Regions from separate parts of the Mus musculus genome. Here all the other regions are linked to region 4. The links are chromatin contacts, called in public Hi-C and promoter capture Hi-C maps. All regions are on one chromosome and are shown on one strand. Each heading gives the region's core, a stretch centred on a gene start, on an enhancer-like site or on the middle of the called end of the contact. The rest is flanking DNA. Distances are from core to core; before and after follow the strand shown. Region 1 holds the start of Slco5a1 (solute carrier organic anion transporter family, member 5A1). Region 2 holds the start of Ncoa2 (nuclear receptor coactivator 2). Region 3 holds the start of Tram1 (translocating chain-associating membrane protein 1). Region 4 holds the start of Tmem70 (transmembrane protein 70).

The links. Promoter capture Hi-C pulls out the DNA fragments that hold promoters and counts their contacts. Hi-C and Micro-C count contacts between places; a contact is called where the count stands out from the background.
Region 1: a contact with region 4 is called in a promoter capture Hi-C map of pre-B cells. The contact joins the promoter of Slco5a1 here to the promoter of Tmem70 in region 4. A contact is called at or near these places in 1 of 39 promoter capture datasets (pre-B cells) and 1 of 484 Hi-C or Micro-C datasets (B cells).
Region 2: a Hi-C map of B cells shows a contact between it and region 4, with 5 read pairs. The contact joins the promoter of Ncoa2 here to the promoter of Tmem70 in region 4. A contact is called at or near these places in 2 of 484 Hi-C or Micro-C datasets (B cells and muscle stem cells).
Region 3: a promoter capture Hi-C map of liver shows a contact between it and region 4, with 2.6 times the contacts expected there. The contact joins the promoter of Tram1 here to the promoter of Tmem70 in region 4. A contact is called at or near these places in 3 of 39 promoter capture datasets (cranial neural crest, liver and pre-B cells) and 1 of 484 Hi-C or Micro-C datasets (B cells).

The regions. Positions count from the first base shown.
Region 1 is chr1:12,989,758-12,992,975 of GRCm38.p6, reverse strand. It overlaps Slco5a1 (solute carrier organic anion transporter family, member 5A1), which reads left to right and starts at 1,841. Exons shown (of 9, transcript NM_172841.2): 1 at 1,841-3,218. The coding sequence starts at 2,481.
Region 2 is chr1:13,372,734-13,375,725 of GRCm38.p6, reverse strand. It overlaps Ncoa2 (nuclear receptor coactivator 2), which reads left to right and starts at 1,643. Exons shown (of 23, transcript NM_008678.3): 1 at 1,643-1,788.
Region 3 is chr1:13,588,543-13,591,460 of GRCm38.p6, reverse strand. It overlaps Tram1 (translocating chain-associating membrane protein 1), which reads left to right and starts at 1,551. Exons shown (of 11, transcript NM_028173.5): 1 at 1,551-1,861. The coding sequence starts at 1,739.
Region 4 is chr1:16,663,413-16,666,477 of GRCm38.p6, reverse strand. It overlaps Tmem70 (transmembrane protein 70), which reads right to left and starts at 1,287. Exons shown (of 3, transcript NM_027415.2): 1 at 973-1,287. The coding sequence starts at 1,170. It also overlaps the pseudogene Gm7654.

The DNA of each region.
Region 1 (3,218 bases), core at 592-3,091, 3.7 Mb after region 4:
AGAAAAGACATGGTGTGTGGTGAACATGGTAGAAGCCAATAGAAGTATTTCACATGAGATGGTCTTTCTGTCCACCTTGGTGACTTAAAGACACCCGCACCCTTGGGGCTTCAGTGCGGTTCGTCTTCCCACTGTACAGATGAAGGGCAGCGGGGTGGCTGGTTGCCTGAGGGCTGGGCTGGGTGGCTGCCCGCGCGCCTGCGCCCTCTGCTGCTCCGGTCCTGGCGCGTCTCTGTGCGTGTGTGTCTGCCTGGGGAGAAGAGGCTTGGGTGACAGGCCAGAGGTTGGGGGAAGAGTTAGCCAGCTCGACTCGCAGTCTCACTCCCTGATTTCTCGGCGGCGGGACCGAGACGGTCTCCGCAGGCGGCTGGCCCATCTTCCCCCACCGCTGCCGTCCTACAGCGGCTGATCCTCTCCCAGCCCGGCAGATTGGTCGTCACCCTCGCTAGTGAGTTGCGAAAGCTTGTGCGCCTAGCAGAGCGGCGAGCTGTGCCTGGCGGTTCTGTCCTCCCACCGGCTGTGTGTGTGTGTGTGTGTGTGTGTGTGTGTGTGTGTGTGTGCGTGCGCGCGCGCGGAGGGGATGTCCCTAGGATTCCGCGTTGGTTCCGAGAGCTCGGGGCGGGGATCCGCGTGTCCATCCCATGCGAGTCTGCGTCGCGATGCGGCTGCTCCCTCAGCCAGGGGCTCCGACGCCGGGATTCCCCAGCTCGGCGTGCAGCCACGGGTGGAGTTCCCCGGGAAGGCGCAGGGGTGAGCGGGCGGAGCCCAAGTGCCGGCTTGCAAGCCACTGGCAGTCCGGTCCTGAACAATACTGGGAGATGTTGTAGCCGCCTCTCTCATCTTTTTTCTTTTCGCAGCAGCATCACAAAAGCTCAGAACGAAACCCAACGCAGCAGAACCCCAATGCCTCCCATCTGGTGCACTTCGCCGCCGGGGCAGGAGGAGTATAGGGTTCCCCAAGATTAGGGATGGGGTTTACAGCGGAGGCGCACCTGTATTAGCGCTCGCTGAATTCAAACCAAGCGCTGGCTCGCACAAAGTGAACTCGTGTGTGTGTGTGTGTGTGTGTGTGTGTGTGTGTGTGTGTGTGTGTTATACTTCAGGCCTTCGCACACCTCACGCTCTCAGGGTGTGCTTGGCAAATAGCACACCTCCGGGCCGGCGTGCCTGTGTTGAGCCGTTTCGGTGGGCTCCCCGCGCACGCTGTGCCAGCTTGCCAGCGTCTCTTTGTTTGGTGTGGCTTCACTCAACCATTTGCAAAGCAAATTGATTTTCGGTTTCGCTCAACCTTGCGCTCTGGGACTTAACGTGGGCCACAGCCTCGAATGCCCTCGTTACTTGTAATTGAATATAGTTCTTTCCGGCAAGGGGCTATTTTTAGTGTAGAGAATAACCACGCAAGCATGTTGATCCCCTCCCCCCACGCGCTGTCTTTGACTTTAAGTAGGTGTTTGATGGAGCGGACGCATTCACATCTCGTCGCGCACACGTGCCAGTGTACAAGTGTGCACACATATTTCTACACGTAGTTTTCTTTCTACCGCTTAAAAATGTATTTTAAAATTTGAGACCAGGAATGTATTGTGTGCTTGTAAAAGGAAAAAAAAAACTTTCCTTTGTTCTTCTGGGAATCTTCTATTTTGAGTCATGGAGTAGGAGTACCAGAAGGTTGCTATTAGTTCACTCGAATAAAAGACACTGCCTTCTGAGTCAGAGCTGCCAGGCTGATAATTATTAACATATAAAAGCAAACGCACTGTTTAAGGCAAAAGGGGCGGGGCGGGGGCAGGCCCGCCGCAGACAATGAGCGAGAGTCTTGGCGGACCGCCTGCTGCTCATTGTTCCGGGACTTGAGGCTGCAGTCTCTGCAGGTCCCTCCTGCACGGTTCAGCTCCTGGCTAGCACCTCGGTCCCTCTGGGGTCCACGAGGTTACTTAGCACTAGTCACCGGACCCCGGGTTGCCAGCCCCAAGTGCATCCGTCCCTCTGACCATCAATTCTCTGCTTTACAGGTCGGCAGCTTCACGACCCTGTGTGTCACAAGCCTTGCGGTGGGCACCGAACACCCCTGGAGCCACAAAGTGGGATGTTGTTCGGACAGTTGCGCTAAGAGACCCCACACTGGGCCCAGGTCGCTCTAGCTTCTGGCCACCGTCTGAGAGGCGGCGGCGGAGGGGATGAGCACCGGACGCGCAAAGCGCCTACCGCGAGCTATCCCTGAGAGTGGACACCAAGCAGGACTCCTCGAAGGACCGCGTGGACCTTTACCTCCCCCGGTACAAGGTGGCTTCTTGTTGTGCCTCGGGTCAGGATGCTCTGGGCACCTCCCTGCTGCTGAGATGTTTTGCTTCCAGGCTCTGCCATCCCCAGCCCGGGTCTCAGGAGGAGACGACTGAGTGGGCCGGGCATCAGCCCCTCGTTCAGGTGGATGAAAAGTGCCGGAGGCCTTATATGGAATCAGCGATCACATTTTAAGAGCCATGGACGAAGGGGATGCGCAGTCTCGGGCCCAACAGCAGCTAGAGGCACCGTCTTCGGTTGGAGCTGTCCAAGAGAAGTGCGAGTCAGAGTCCTTCAGGTCTAAGAGTTTACCGGTCCTGCACAGCGCCTCCTGCCGGCAGAATTTCAGTGCTGGGAATGCAGATGGCAAACTGGCCTTGGGTTGCAATGAAGCTCCAGGTCGCCAGGAGACGCATCTAGGACGGAACTTGATAGTCCCCAGCCCTTCTGCTCCATCCACTTCGGCAGGCACTACAACGGAACTCATGGACTGTAACCACAGGATGGACCCCAGCAAAACTGTGTCAGTATCTTCCACTTTGGCCACACTCCAGGAGAGAAGGTGTCTCTACGTGGTCCTTACGGATTCTCGCTGCTTCTTAGTGTGCATGTGTTTTCTGACTTTCATCCAGGCGTTAATGGTCTCTGGGTACCTGAGCAGTGTCATCACCACCATCGAAAGGCGCTATAGCTTGAAGAGTTCTGAGTCAGGGCTGCTGGTCAGCTGCTTTGATATAGGAAACCTGGTGGTGGTGGTGTTCGTCAGCTACTTTGGTGGCCGTGGGCGAAGGCCCCTATGGCTGGCAGTGGGTGGACTTCTTATTGCCATCGGGGCTGCGCTCTTCGCTTTACCTCACTTTATCTCACCCCCCTATCAAATCCAAGAGTTGAACGCTTCGGCCTCCAACGATGGCCTTTGTCAGAATGGCAACTCCACA
Region 2 (2,992 bases), core at 394-2,893, 3.3 Mb after region 4:
TGGGGACATTCCTGCGAGGAACCCAACCTCCCTGCAAAAATATTATGGGTTAAGAGTGGAGGAGGACAGATCAGAGGGACACTCTGTATCTCCTTGTTCTGTCCCTAAGCTGCTGAAGGCTTTTGAGTCTTCGGGGAACATAATTTATTCTAGCTAATTAAAAAAAAAATCCTTAAAATTTACTAACAGGTGGTCAAAACCAATCATTCCAAACAGCAGACACTTCCCTGAAAAACGTGAAGTAGCCTATTGCAGACCTCCTTCCGATTCCACTCACCAATGTTAACATTTGTTACAGCTTTCTAAATATTTTCTAGCTATAGCCAAGTAGGCATATACTTTTCTTTTTCTTTGTCATAATAAACTGGAGCTAAAAAAAAAATACGATCAAAAAGCATGTTTTGCAATTAATGGACCTGGGCTCAAATCTTGCCCACCTTGCTTACTGTGTAACTCTACAAAAATTACTTCTTTAGGTTTCAATGTTTTATGAGGTATAAAAATAGCAATTACTTCGTAAGGTTTGAGGATTAAAATTTGGAGTGTGTGTGAATCACTTAATGCAGTGCCAAGTCGTTACAGTTCAATAAACACTTATTGTCTATGGCAAGTGACCTTTCATAAGAGTTAAAATAAGGAAACGTGTTCCTGTCATATTTTGATAACTTCCGTTAAGCAAACAAATGTTGCTCATTTCTTTCAACTAATTATATCTAAATGGAAAAGAAGTTGCTTTTCCAGTTAAAAACCAAACAACATTTAAACGTGAAAACTCCTCCACGTCTCCTTAATCCCAATACTCCATTGAGGATTTGATAATGGATTCCCCAATTAAAAAACAAAACAAAACTTTTGTTGTCTCACTGCGTGCGGAGAACACTCCCCTCGGTCTTTCTAAATACTGAGCAGCCTTTGCTTTGTCAGGCAATCCCGGGGTGGTACCCCGGTAAGTTCGCCTCCCGCGGTCACGCCCCTCTATCCCCTCCAGAGACCTCAGGGACAGCAATTGGGGAGGCGTATCCACGAAAAAACCGAGGGGACATGGTGGCCAAGGAGTGCGCCCCGGAACAGCGTCTGGGTGCAGAGGTGCGCCCGAGGGGTGCAGGCTGCCGGCTACCGGGCCCTGCCTGAGCGCGCGCGGGAGGCACCTCTGGGACTAGGTTTTCCGCGACCTTCTCGCCGCAGCGTCCCTGCCGTCGGAGGCGCGGCAGTCCCTTGGCCTCCACCCCCAGGCCCGGGCCAGTCCCCCTTTTTAGCTTTCTTTTGGGCATTGCCCTTTGCCCTCGCATGGAGTCCTCTGTTGACTCTCCCTTCACTTCCAGTCACCCATAGGTCACGGTCCCTAGACCACAGCCACCCATCTTGTCCAACTCCCCGAGCTCTGAAGTCTCGCCAGCCAGGGAGATGCTGAGGACCCCGCGGGTGGGGTAGCCCCGGTGTTCCCGGGCCCACGCTCGGGGGCGCGGGACGCAAGTTTCCGCCCGGTCCCCTGAGCGGTGACAGCGTTCGCTCGGAGGCGGCGGGGAGGCGGAGGGCGGGCCAGCCCCGTGCCCGAGCCCCCTCCCCTGCTCGCGAGCTCGCGCGGTCTGTGTCTCTCTCCGCAAGTGCAGAGCCGCGGAGGAGGAGGGGGAGGAGGAGGAGGGAGCTGGGGGAGGATCTCCATTGAAATAAACAACCAGGCAGCAGTTATTAACACGGGAACATGGCGGCCGCAGCCTGGGCTCCCGCGGCGGCGGCGGAGGTCAGCGCCGACGGCAGCCCGCACCTGACGGCGTGACGGCCACATTGGTAAGCGCGCCTCCCCTGGGGGCTCACGGGCGGCGGGCGGGGGGCGCCGCATTCCCACCCGGGCCGCTGCCCTTGGTGCGCGCAGCCCGGCGGAGCCGCGCGCCGGCCGGCCGGGCAGGCTGTTGTTGTGTGCGGGCACCGCTGCCCAGGCGTGCGGAGCCCGCGACGCCCATCCTCGAGGCGCGGCCGAGCCGGGGACTCGGCTCCCGGGGGGAGGGGGGAGGGCGGGAAGACGCCGAGTCCCCGGGAGAGAAAGGAGGCGCTCGGGCGCCGGGCGAGAGAGCTCGGGAGACGAGCCCTGGAGCGCGAGGCGGGTGGAGGCTGCAGCCCGCGGCGCCGGCCGAGAGGTGAGCACCAGGCTGGGAAGCGGCGGTTGTGCCGCGGGCCCCTGCTCCGGCCCCCTCGAGGCTGCGCGGCGCAGCCCGGGCAGGCGGGGGAAGCCCGGGCCGGCGGGCGCAGTCGCGGCCGGTGCTTTCTTCCCGGGAGGCGTGCGGCCACTGCTGCACGGGTGGGAGCCGGCCGAGGGGAGGCAGGACCTGGGAAGTGCCGGGGGTGTGTGAAGGTGACGCGGCCGGCAGGGGCGGCGGCGGGGGCTCGGGCGTCTGGGGGGCCTCGGGCTTGGGTGGCTTCGGGGCGGTAGCGCTCGGGCCGCGCAGGCCGGGCCGCGGTGGGGGCGGGGAGCCGGGGTCGGGCGGCGGCGGCGGTGGCGGCGCCGCGCCGGGCTCGCCCCTGACTTAACTTTCTGGGTGCGGGCATGTGTGCCGGAGGCGCGCTGGGGCCGCGGCCGGGGGCGGGAGGCGGGCTGCGGGCCAGGAGGTTCCGGGTTGGCTCGCCAGCGCCCCCTCTTCCGTACCCCTTCTGCGGCCCCTGCAGGGACAGGCCCTCGGGGGCCCCCCGCGGGAAGCGGGAGGGGTCCTGGCGGCCCTCGCGCCCCGGTCACGCCCTGGGCCGGGGACCCTCCTCTCCGGGCCCCTGGAGGCTCCCGGGGAGGCGTCCAGGGTCGGCGCCGCGGGCTGGAGTGCCCGCACCCCGCCCCTGGGGGAGTCCTGGAGGCGCCGCGGCCGCGCTCGGGGGTGGCTCGGTCCCTGCTTCCATGGTCCCTCCCTTTCCCCTCCCCCAAGTGGCTTCCGGGGCCTGCGGACTGAGGGGCGGGAATCGGGGACCCGAGCCCCTTACTCTCCGGGAGTGACGTTGGGCCTCAAGC
Region 3 (2,918 bases), core at 302-2,801, 3.1 Mb after region 4:
ATGTTAACCAGAAAGGAAAATAATAGCTAAGTCTAGTGCCCCGCTCTCTTGAGCCTTGAAGAAGCCCCTTGGATAATTGAGGTGGACGCCATCACCCTCCCAACAAATGAAACCTACTGGCTTTGCTTCCTCGTCAGCTGTCCTAAGCTTCTCCTCCTGGTGCTTCAGCTCCACTTAACACATTGCACTTTTAAAATATTTTAAAAAGATTCTCTCTCCAGCATGAGAATGTAAGCCCATAATGATCAGTTAATTTGACATTTCCCTTATGTTCTGAATCCCCAGTGAAGTTTCTACTAGGTCAACTCTCTATCCTTACTTGTTGAGCCAATGGATACATAAGTAAGGGAATTGAGCCTCATAGAAGTAACTTGTCTGTAGAAACACAGGCAATAAGTTGAGCATAATAATAAATTGACGCAATAACCACTTTTTTTTTTTTGATTTTTCAAAACAGGGTTTCTTTGTGTAGTCCTGGTTATCCTGGAACTCACTCTATAAACCAGGCGGGCCTCGAACTCAGAAATCCGCCTGCCTATGCCTCCCAAGTACTGGGATTAAAGGCCCGTGTGACCACTGCCGGCAGTAACCACCTTTTTAAACTACCATGATTACACTGGAAATGTAATATTCCAGGCCAGGCCCCCTCCTGGCTATACTATAGCGGTGGGAATAGGGAAAGAGACTGAATTGCCTGGATTTGGTGCTATATTAGATGTCAAAAGGCTAATAAAAAGATGCAACCTAGGATTTTAGCTTCTGGACTGGGCAAGTAGTGCACTTTTTCAGAAAAAAATAAATACCCCGGGTTAAACAGAAGTAGGAGAGTGGAGGATTTGGCAAGGGATCCCTTTTCACGATTTCTTGGGATTCCTAAGTAGTGTTAATACCATGTAACAAGTAAATCTAAACTTCCAGTGGGGACCGGGGAGTTGGACAGGACAGAAAAGAGCTTAACTCTGAGGTAAGCAAGCGTTTAACACTTAGGGGATTTTTGGTTTGGTTTGGTTTTGGTTTTTGATTTTTGACTTAGAAACAAGATGCTTCTATGTAGCCCTGGATGGTATTAAACTCAGAGCACTTCTCCTGCCTCAGCGTCCCAAACAATGGGACTACAGGAGTCAACCACTAGCTCATCCACAGCAACGTTGGAAGGCTCAAACTCGCGAAAAGCCCTTGAACAAGCAGGCTACTTCGTTTTTCCAAATTTTCTAGACGGTGGCTATCGCTTACACAAGTGGCCAACAAGTGTGGAACGTGGTAGCACCAAGGCCAGGGTGGGTCGGGAGGGCGCGAAGGCACCCAGCAGCCGTGCATGCTGCAGCAGCACGCGAAGGTATGAACCATTCCCAGGAAGCTCGCGCCCCAAACGACTCCCAACTCCCAGCGCGAAACCTCCGCGCGCCACTCGCGTTCCGCGACCTCCAGCCCACAGGGGGCGCTGTGGGCCACCAGGTGCGGCCACGGCGCGAGCGCGCGGTTTCTTCCTGGTGCGCATGCTCGCCACCGCTGCAGGCTGGCCTTTTTTTTTTTTTTTTTTTTTTTTTTTTTTTTTTTTTTTTTCTCGGGCCGCCCCGGCGGCTGCGTACTGGCTGTGGGATGGGAAGTGAAGCCCCAGCGAGCGGCTGCGGCGGGGCTGTGCGGAGCAGCCAGCGGGAGGCGGCGGCGCGGCGGTGAGCAGCCGAGAGCTCGGAGCGGGGCGGAGGAAGCACCTGCAGGCACAGGCGGCGGCTCCACCATGGCGATTCGCAAGAAGAGCAACAAGAACCCGCCGCTGCTGAGCCACGAATTCTTGCTGCAGAATCACGCGGACATCGTCTCCTGCCTGGCGATGCTTTTCCTGCTGGGGCTTATGTTCGAGGTGAGCCCTCCTTCCCGGACCCCGGACCCCTGGCCAGGCCCGCCGACCCTAGCGTACCCGGCCGGAGCTGCGCAGCCCCCCGCGGCCCTGCAGCCCTGGCCCGGTCCGGCCCGCCGCCCCCTCCCGCGCCGCGCAGTTCCTGCTTCCCGCGAAGGGTTACGTGGCAGCCGGCGAGGGGCCGGCGGGGGTGGCGGGCGCGGCCGTGCTGGCCCTGCGCGATGGGCGGACCCGGGGCCGGGGCAGCGGGGCCGGATGACTAACAGGGACCCCTGCTCGACCCCGACCCACGGCCTCGGCCGCTGCCTGCGCGGAGGGCGAGGACCGGGTGTTCGAACCCGGTGGCCCCCTGCCCGCCGACGGCCGCTCGTCCAACTTTCCGCCTGGGCTCTGGACTCTGGGTTCCCGGAGCATCGGGTCTGATCCCGATGCGAGGCTCGCAACAGCTGTGTTGAGGAGTTGAGCGATTTCCTTTCTTGAAGCAGAGGCGATGAGACTGTCAGGAGTGTGTAAATTCTCTTCCCACAGATCTGAGTATTTTGATGACTTATTTAACAGCTGTTGAATGTGGGTAATAAAGTTTGCAAGGTGAACCTGTAACATCCTACGGGTTTTTTTTTTTTTTCCACCTTCCTCAGTACTTCCGCCCACTCCCCTCCCCCTTCCATTTTTTTTTTTTTTATCTGTAAGCCACTGAGTCTCATTAAATATATTGATATATTGATGATTACCATTTTGTCTCCTCTCTCCCTGGCATGTAACCTAGTGAGGATAAATATTTTGTCATCCATTTTTACTAGTCTTTTTCCGCTGTGAAGAATCGAGCTTTAAAGGTTTGAGTTGAAAGCAAGGAACTAATGAAATGAGACAGCCAGTGATGAAAAGTGATTACGATTTTGTTTTTTGTTTTCCATGGAGCCAATTTGGTGTCATTAGATAATTTTCTATGTTATATGATGTTTTTTCTCTTCCAAAAGTCTTTTCTGAATCTACATGTAAGTACTTCTTGTTCTTGATAGTGTCACAGATGGTTGTAGCCACTTAACTAAGGAGGGTTGCA
Region 4 (3,065 bases), core at 38-2,537:
AAATGAGCATCTAAAAATGAATTTCACATTGCTCACATTTAAAAATGTAAAAAGTATGCCTAATTTGTGTTGAAATTCAGTTAAGAGTCCAATATCTCGAGACCCTTGGCTATAGCACACACCTTTTATCTGTGAGTTTGAAGCCAGCACCAGCCTGGTCAACAGATCAGCCAGGGCTACACAGGGAAACCCACCCACAAGCAACTAACAACAAATAATTCAATTACCACTTTCAGCATTTCTTAAAAGTTTTTAAAATTCTTATATATTACAATGTAGCTTAATATACATAAAATTCTTGCCGAGCTACACCTTTAATCCCAGCACTCTGGAGGCAGTGGCAGGGGATATCTGAGTTCAAGGCCAGCTTGGTCTACAGAGCAAGTCCCAGGTTAGCCAAGACTACACATGAGAAACCCTGTCTCGAAAACCCACAAAATTCTTACATTTTATAGTATAGTTTAACATACTACGTACTTTGTTCAATAACATCCACACCCCACCTTTCACTCCGTAATCAAAGAAATTCCTAAAAACGGACAAGTAACACAACTTAGGAGGCTAGCTCCACGTGCTGCATCAATTTCTTAGCACTTAGCGCCCTTCTGACCTTTAGCTCTAGAGTAAGAAATAAGTCCCTGCGCAGCAGAGCAAATCTTTAATCCTAGAATGGGAAGTCAATAGGTAGGCGAGTCTCTGATTTCGAGGACAACCGGGTCTATATAGCGAATTCAGGACAGGTGAGTCTACAAAACTGGGACATCCTGTCTCTGAAAAACAACAAAAAGAACCATTTGTGGTGCTTTAATAGCCTTCGAAAGGAGAATCAATCCCTGGATTGACAGCAGCTGCGGACCCCGAGGTCGAGGCCTGCTCCTCCCAGGCCCGCACCGGGAGTGTCCCCTCAGCACTGGAGTTCCCAGACCCCATGCTGCGCCCGCTCCCCACCACCACAGCCTACGAACAGCCGACCTGCGCTCGCCCGGGTGGCCCGCAAGACTCGGCTAGCGCTAGATGCCCGCCGCTCCGGAGCCGCTCTGGCTCGGCTAGCGAGGCCGCACGCCAGAAAGCGATCCCGGAACCTCGGAGCGCGGCGGCCACACACCACGTCGTCCTCGTCCGGCCCGGCCATAGGCCCGCTGCCCACCGGCCGCCCAACCCCAACAGCATGCTGCGAGTTGGAGAAGGTGGCCGTCAGTTTCCAGCTGCGGCCAAGGACACCCAAAAGCGACTCCGCTCGACAGTGGCCCCCACAAGAGCGATGAGGCTCCGCCCCTTAAACGGAACACGCGGCCGGATTGGTGCGCGCGCGTGCGCAGAAAATGCGGCCGGCCTGCAACCTTCTCCACCTGGTGGGTTCCAGGCAGCAAATGACCCAAAACCCCAACTCCCTGCTTAAGATGATGGGCTTCAACCGAATTCCTAGTATTTGGTCGGCTTTTGACCGTGTGCAAGGACAGAGTGTGTAGGCATGTGAAAAAGACAGTGACCAGAAGCCTAGTTAAATACTTCGTTCTCATGAAAGTCACTTTATAGGTCCTAAAACTGGTTTGGGAAAATGATTTAGCTTCGCAGAAGTAATTGTAGCATATCAGCCCAAAAGGAATGTAGTTTAAGGTACTTAATGTTATAATGTTTAAATACTTTGTATGCTATGATATGATATTAACAAAATGAATGAATGATTTAGTCCCAGCACTTGGGAGACAGAGACAGGCGCATTTCTGAGTTCGAGGCCAGCCTGGTCTACAGAGTGAGTTCCAGGACAGCCAGGGCTACACAGAAAAACCCTGTCTCGGGGGAAAAAAAAAAAAAAAAAGATTTAATGATTTAACTTAATTCCACCACTGAGATAGGAGAAAATGGAATTTTTTCACATAATTTTCGATTTTGTTGACAGATTTTTTTTTTTCCCCATTAAAAACGTCGTATCCGAGCTGGGTGTGGTGGCGTACGCCTTTAATCCCAGCACTCGGGAGGCAGAGGCAGGCGGATTTCTGAGTTCGAGGCCAGCCTGGTCTACAGAGTGAGTTCCAGGACAGCCAGGGCTATACAGAGAAACCCTGTCTCGAAAAAAAACAAAAAAACAAAAACAAAAACCAAAGGAACAAACAAACAAAGCCCCCATCATGTCCAAGGTGGGGAGTGTATCTTGCCTAGCACGGACTGACATAGAAGAATCTACAGTGTTGCAAATCCAGAGCCAATTTATCATGGGCCATTTGCAGATCTCTTAGTAGCCTTAATGTATTGTCCTCCTGTGTACCTAACATCTTCACGACCTTCAGCTGGAACACACCGAGTTCAAGCTTTCATTTGGAATGCACAGGGTATTAGTTTTCCGAGTACTGTCAAATAGCACCTGAAGCCTAAAACAGGTTTCCCCACTTTTAAAAAACGTACCTAACCATCCCACTAATGTAGAAACCTGTCTTGACTGATGATTTTCTTTGTTCTGTTACTATAAAAAAGCTTCATGAAACTACTTCCATGTTGAAACATGGAACATGGGGACAGGGGGTGACATAAATCTGTGTTTCCAAGCCATGATCACTCATTTGGTTCTAGAATAAGTTCTCTTTTCTCTCCATTGAGGTGAGAGTTTTTTGAATCAACACTATACCTTTCTCCCAAAGGCAGATGATACTTAGTGCCTATTGCACAGGACTTAGACAGGAGTAGAGGGAGCACTGTAACGGCATAAATTTGGGAACTCATGGTGCAAATGTGTAATAGGACATGCATCTAAAAATACACGAGACTACCTCTAACTGGAATCTCTGTGTTCTAGGTCAGGTCAGACATTCAGGTCATAATGCCTGAAATAAATACCAACCATCTTGATGAAAAATCAGTTTACTTTGTAGCAAAGATGTGTATTCTTATTGATGAAAATGGCAATAAAATTGGAGCTGACACCAAGAAAAACTGTCACCTGAATGAATCCATCAACAAAGGATTATTACATCCACCGAGCATTTAGTGTCTTCTTGTTTAATAATGAAAATAAGCTCCTGTTACAGCAGAGATCAGATGCTAAAATTACCTTTCCAGGTTGTTTCACC